Regions from separate parts of the Danio rerio genome. Here region 1 is linked to region 2. Evidence: chromatin contacts called from public Hi-C data. All regions are on one chromosome and are shown on one strand. Each heading gives the region's core, a stretch centred on a gene start, on an enhancer-like site or on the middle of the called end of the contact. The rest is flanking DNA. Distances are from core to core; before and after follow the strand shown.

Region 1 (3,101 bases), core at 352-2,851, 190 kb after region 2:
AGTCCATCGCCAGATTTCAGAGCCTAAACAACACTTCTGTGCATATAACCCATGTGTAACAACACAATCTACATAATATTTGCGTGACTAAAAGAGTTTTAAAACAGAACATTACCTGTCTAAAAGAAATACTTCAGCCATGGTGTCATCCTTCCTCCAGCGTTCAAAAGTAATTCCAATATGGATTCAGGATTTTAAAAAGTTTTGATTTAGCATTTGTTTTTATCACTCACACTTGTGTCCACGTGGCTGCGGCGTGTGTGTACGCGCAAATGGCGGATCTGCGTGAACAGGTGTGCAGTTGTACAAATCTACATTTGTTGACAGATAGTTTGGGCTACTTATCAGAATTATGGAAATTATCTGCCAGACAATTTTTAATTGGATGAACATTTTTTAGTCTTATACCTCAACCAGAATATAAAAATGAATTTAAATACATTTAGATCATTTACTTTAATTAGTATTATTGGAATGTAAAGAGACTTTTAACCAGCACAACAAAAATGTTTCTGAAGACAATCACCTACTGCCCCTTTAAAGGTTCATAAATATGGAATATTGTACTTTGACCAATTGTCATTGCTTGCAAATAAATACTCTAAATGATAAATTTTTATTTGAAATTTTGAAAATAAGTTATAACAATAAAATAAAAATGACAATAAGGAAATATATCAAACAAAAATAAACATTTTACTTTAAACATGTACCTATTTTATTTTTTAAATTCCCATTTTGAAAATTTATTTATATTACTAAACAATTTGTTGCACTTTTTTTAATCTTATATAATTTAGTCAATTTAAAAAGTCTTTTCCCATATGGATATGTTTTTTTGTTAAAACTACTCCGTTTTAACAGCAAACGTAATGCCTCATTCCCACCAAAATCCAATATTTTCACTTAATCTACAATGCAAAGCTTCCTCCTCTTAATGTTCAAAAACATCAATCTTCTATTTTCACTATAGTTGAAATATTTACTTTTCTCTCTTTTGATTTCTCTCATTTTGTAGACAGAAGGGATTTAAAATCAAAATATTAACTAATAGCGCAACAGAGGCTAAATTCAGTGTAACGCCGTGGTCTCATTCAATCAGCGCTCCCTGAGTTAACACAGTCACCCGAGGGAAGAACTCAAAGTTACCATAACATATTAAACACATTAAATACGCCACTCCAAAATGCCTCGTTCCGCTCACAAAGCCCCCCAAATTTCCGCTCAGATCTCAGTCCCTGTTTCCCTCTGGAGCAAACCAGCGAAGGGAGGAAAAAAAAGAGAAAGAAACGTTAATAGAATTCTCGGCTGAGTTCAATCTGTGAGTATGCGTTTGCATTTATGCATTAATACGCTCATCCGGGACAGGGACCCACGGAAATGAAGGAGGTCTGTTATTTGTTTTCTTAAAGATTTCGCAATCAAGTCCAATCAGTTTTTTTTATTGGTATTTCTACACTATTAAGAAACGTCTCCTGCCTTTTAGGAGTAAGAGGATGCAGAAATAAATGAATGCAAATGAAGGAGAGAGGTGGGGGACGAGCAGGACGGGGGCGAGAGGGGGACGGGTCTGTGTCTTCTGATAAGGGTGTTTGTGTTTCTCTCGAGGGCGACGGGAGTTGCCCCACCAGCAGGGCAAGCGGGTAGGAGGTAACCGGGCATTATATGGGAAGACACTGTGGCCATAGTGGAAATGAACATCTGACAACATCATAACCAAATAAAAAAGCAATATAAAGCTGTCAGTGCTACTGTAGAATAAACTACAATTGCAATACAGAATAAAGCTGTACTTGCAATAAAACAAACACAAAAATTAAAAAGCAGAGAGGAACGCCTGACTAAATGTAATGTTGATGGAAACAGACTACTTAAAACATTTGACAAAAACAACTACTCATATTTCTTAATAATAACTTACCCATATTACTAAGGTTTTTTTTATTATTATTTTAAACATGCCACAAGCTTAAAAATACAATAGAAACATTCTACAAGAATACACAGTAGTAAATCTTACGCCATGGCTGCACCATTAAAAAAACACAATACATTTCGAGACAGCTGGTGCTCAACTAAAGTTTGTAGAATTACTGCAAAAACACATTTTCTGTCCCAACTTTTGAAAGCCACCAGTACATTACAGTTTTACGCAGTGTTTTTTTTATCCCCATCCTTCATTACTGTTGCGTCATACTCGTGAGGGTTAAAGAAGTGGAGTGATGCTTAATATTTGTCAGATTTGCACTAATGGGGCACTTCATTTTCCAGGCATCTGAAGCAGTTTAATTTAGGGATTGGATGAGTGTTGCTTCAGTAACATGTAAACTGATGCTCTTTAATAATGAGCTAATACAGTCATTGACATGAAGGTTAATTGTTTGATGATGGATTACTTACTGTCTGCAAACTGCTGTTTCTCATTGTAGTAATGCTGATCTGTAGGAGAGGCTGCACAAAGAGGGATACATTGTTAAAAAAAAATCATTTTTATGAGAGAGGATGTATAAGTGAGTTGTGTGTGCATATTGTGGGTGATCTGGACATGTGGTAAAAGCAAACTGAATTAAAGCATATATTTTAAAATGCTAAACAGTTTAACTTGTCTACTAATAATTGTCCCAACACTAACAATTTTCCAAAACTCAAGAACTCTTAAACCATAAAGCCAAATCAAGACCTGCATTTAATAGCTTTCTGTGACATCAATATTTATGTGATAAATGTGGAATGTTAATGCCAATTAGCCTTTAACCTGTTAATGTTTCTTTAATTGTAACAGCTGAGATACTAAATTATACACAATTAATATATTCACAATTTTTGATTTTGGTTTGTGATGAAAACAACATAGAGGACAGTTACAAAATTTGCAATAAAAATATCATATTAAAAATTACTTTAATGCAAAACTTTTCATATTGCTTTAGCAATTCATTTTTAAATTGTTATTTCATTTTTTTACATTATTATGGTGCTTAGAAGTATTATATCTGTAATGAATTTTCATTGCTTAAAATTGAAAGTTTGCCTGAGAATGGGACAATATGTATTAAAGCAGTTTTGTTTGGAAAAAAATAAAGAAGTTAAATTATATTTAA
Region 2 (3,166 bases), core at 600-3,099:
GGGAAAAGAAAGTTGTTGCGCACCTCCTTAATGTAACTTTTGCAATGCATTGAGGATAACAGAGTTCTGTGAATCGAATTATTCATTTGTATCAAAAAAATTGTTACGATTTTTACGATCTTTAGACATTTTTTTTCTGTCCCTTTAACCTTTTATATATTATGATTGGTTGACTTAAATATATGGTGATATATGTTGATTTTTTTATGGTTGTTCATTCAATCCATTCATTCACCTTATCATCATTATGTAGATGTAGTAGTTTTCTATATTTTGACCATTTTTTACTATTATTCCTTTTCAGTCAGAATTGGCCAGAAAATTTAATAATTAATACATTTTCATTAATTGATCAATTAATCTTAATTTTAATTATTCATTCATTCATTCATTCATTCATTCATTCTTTTATTCATTCATTCATTCATTTTTGTTTCATTGGAATGAGATTTTTCTTATGGACATCATGGATGTGATTCAATGTGTTAAAGTATATATAAAGTAATTATATTTTCTGTCTGTTGTGTGAGTTTAGAATATTTTTTTAAGTCTACACTTAACCCTAGTTCTGAATCAGTGCATTTAATGTTTGCCATGCAGAAATGTGATTCAATGTGTTGAAGTGTGTATAAAGTAAACATACTGTAAAGTCACACTTTATATTGTCTAAGTTCGGAATCTTTGACCCCTAGTTTTGAATCAGGGCATTTAACGTGAAGAAATGCTGGTGTTTTCCATGAAGAGAGTTTGTCTTGTGTTGCGGGTTGTGTTTTTGTGTCTTCCATTATCTTAGATGTGTGTCTCATCTCATCGTTCATGCGCGATGCCGATTGATGGTGTTAAATATGCCACAGTAAAAGTCTTCCTTCCTGACTGACTCCATCGATCCCGCTTCACACTCCGGCCGACGTATTGACGTGGGCGTGTTTTGATCAAGGCCTCGTTCAGATAGGGGTGACTTTGTAATTATATTCTTTTTAATTGCTTTCGCTTATCAGGGCTCTCATCTGCCAACGAGACCGTACCGCGGCGGACAACGATCTGACGGCAGAGCGGAGCAGAGCACACCTGATGTTTCTCTCTCTTCTCCTCTCCTCATCCCTCTCTCCCTCCTTTTCCTCACAGTATTACTGCTGCTCTGCTCTTAATGAGTTTCCGTGTGCATTGCGGATTCATTGATAAATGACAGCTTTATCAGAGCAGATCGCTGAACTTCGCCTCCTGTAATTTGTTTGTTGAAGAGTGTTGTCTAAAGCAGATTAGCGCTGTATAGATTTAGTTTTCCCTGCTTTACACACCCTCTCATCTCTGCTTTAACTAACGACACTGAAAGAATCTTTTATACGTTTTTTGGCTCACGTCTGTTTTGCTTTCGTAAATCACATTTTTCTTGGAGGGTTTGTTTAGCGTGGCGGTAATTTGAAGGTTGTTGTTAAGTTCTGTTTGCTTTGCCAGATATGCTTGCATGTTGATGATGTTGAACGTTACAGCAATTTAAGTCATTCGGTGTGTTTGGTGAACGTCTGCCTCCCTCTATCAGAGAGCAAACATTGTGCCAGTCGCTTTTTTTCGCTTTTCAATACTGCTTTTTTATGTGTGCGCGTGTGCAGGCCTCACTAGATAAAGCTCATTTACACAGTTCAGAGTTTTGGGCTATGCCTTTCCGGCAGTGTTTTCACCGCCTCTGACGTTAGATTACACCACATTACACATGTATAGCACACAAGCGCGTGCGGGAGATTTGCTCTCGCTCGTATCCTCCCAAATTTCCTTATGTTTTAGCGAAGGCTGTTGTGTTTAAATTTTTAAAGCCGTGTAGCTTAGCATGGGAAAAAGGCCCCGGAAATGTGATTTAGTCATGCTTGCATATTTCGTGGTTTTGTACAAGGCCCAAAAAACTCCCCCTCAGCCTCAAGCTTAGGCAAATGAACTTCTCTCGCTTCAGCAAGAAAACTTAGCAAGGTTGTAATGTGAAATGATGAAATTCACATGAAAGTGCTGTCATTTGAACAGAACACATCTTTCTTTTGTCACATAATATCACAAAAAATGGATCATATTGTGTTGATAACTTCCTCAATCTCTTCTTTTGCCAGATTTCTCAAAAAGTAGCACACTGAAGAGGCCATTGGTTTGTGATTGAATTTCTATGCGGGCTTCAGTGTTTGCATTTCTAAAATGACACTAAATATATGTCTATACTGTGCTTTCTCTTGGCATCTTGTTCCATTCGAATTCTAATTTTTATAATAGAGCTTTTCATTCGGTTCAAAGCAGTTCAATGAATCCTTCACAACTGAAAGTCCAACATAATTGGAAACTAAAGGCAGATTGCAGACAGACACATTTAGGGACAATTTAATCATTAAATTCAAGGTGCAGCTGAATAATTGAGAAGCGGTTAAAGAGAAAACAATGATGCATAATTGAGGTAAATGGACTGCCACTTGATGAATCAAATGACTGTCCCAAATCTGTGCTGTGTGGAAGAGAGGTCTATAAGACTGCTGACCTTGTGAATGTGTGTAAACATGAACATAAAACTGTTGTGAGATGTTGCCACAGGCGTCTTAAGTGGATTACAACTTTTAAAGAGTGTGTGTGATTAAAGCTTCTGTTGTTTGTGAGCCTTTTTTAGTGTGCATTTGTTAAGCCATTTTTCTTGTCTTTCTGTCGCTTTTCAAAGATTTTATTTGGACCTAGACGTCTTTGGGTTTAAATATTCAGTGTAAATAAGCCCATTTTTATTTAAATGTTGGGTTTAAAGATTTAAGAAAATAATTTTTTACTTGGGTGTTCACACTAAGTGTTCACATTAGGTTTGACTTCCTGTTTAAAGTTATCTTGATAAGAGTTTTTTTTACCCGTAGTGCTTGAGTTACGTAGGGTTCAATGACTTAATGTCATCAATTATGCAGACCCCATAAATAGGTTATTTTGAGTAACTGGAACTACTGCTCCAAGACAAAATAAAAGTGATAATATGTTGCAAAAAGCCTGATCACAAACATCAGAAGTTTGTAAATAGTCTGCGCAGAAGCTGCATAAAACTTTCTTCAGGAGCACCATACTGATACTCTTTGACCTATTGATGTTACTTTGCTTTGAAATGTGGTGTGGACAAAGATGGGTGGTGGTCACTAGAATATAAAATCACTGATTATTA

The links. Hi-C and Micro-C count contacts between places; a contact is called where the count stands out from the background.
Region 1: a Hi-C map of embryo shows a contact between it and region 2, with 2.3 times the contacts expected there. The contact joins two enhancer-like sites. A contact is called at or near these places in 1 of 18 Hi-C or Micro-C datasets (embryo) and 1 of 4 datasets of contacts at active chromatin or transcription factors (caudal fin).

The regions. Positions count from the first base shown.
Region 1 is chr17:25,728,065-25,731,165 of GRCz12tu, forward strand. It overlaps wdpcp (WD repeat containing planar cell polarity effector), which reads right to left. Exons shown (of 19, transcript XM_073928533.1): 5 at 2,401-2,451. Among named protein-coding and RNA genes, the nearest start is that of mdh1ab, 37 kb to the right of the region's middle. Within about 2 kb of position 1,602, at least 3 of the 62 cell types and tissues checked have an H3K27ac peak or open chromatin away from gene starts, as enhancers often do.
Region 2 is chr17:25,541,667-25,544,832 of GRCz12tu, forward strand. The region is part of intron 10 of ehbp1 (EH domain binding protein 1); the gene reads left to right. Among named protein-coding and RNA genes, the nearest start is that of ehbp1, 84 kb to the left of the region's middle. Within about 2 kb of position 1,850, at least 3 of the 62 cell types and tissues checked have an H3K27ac peak or open chromatin away from gene starts, as enhancers often do.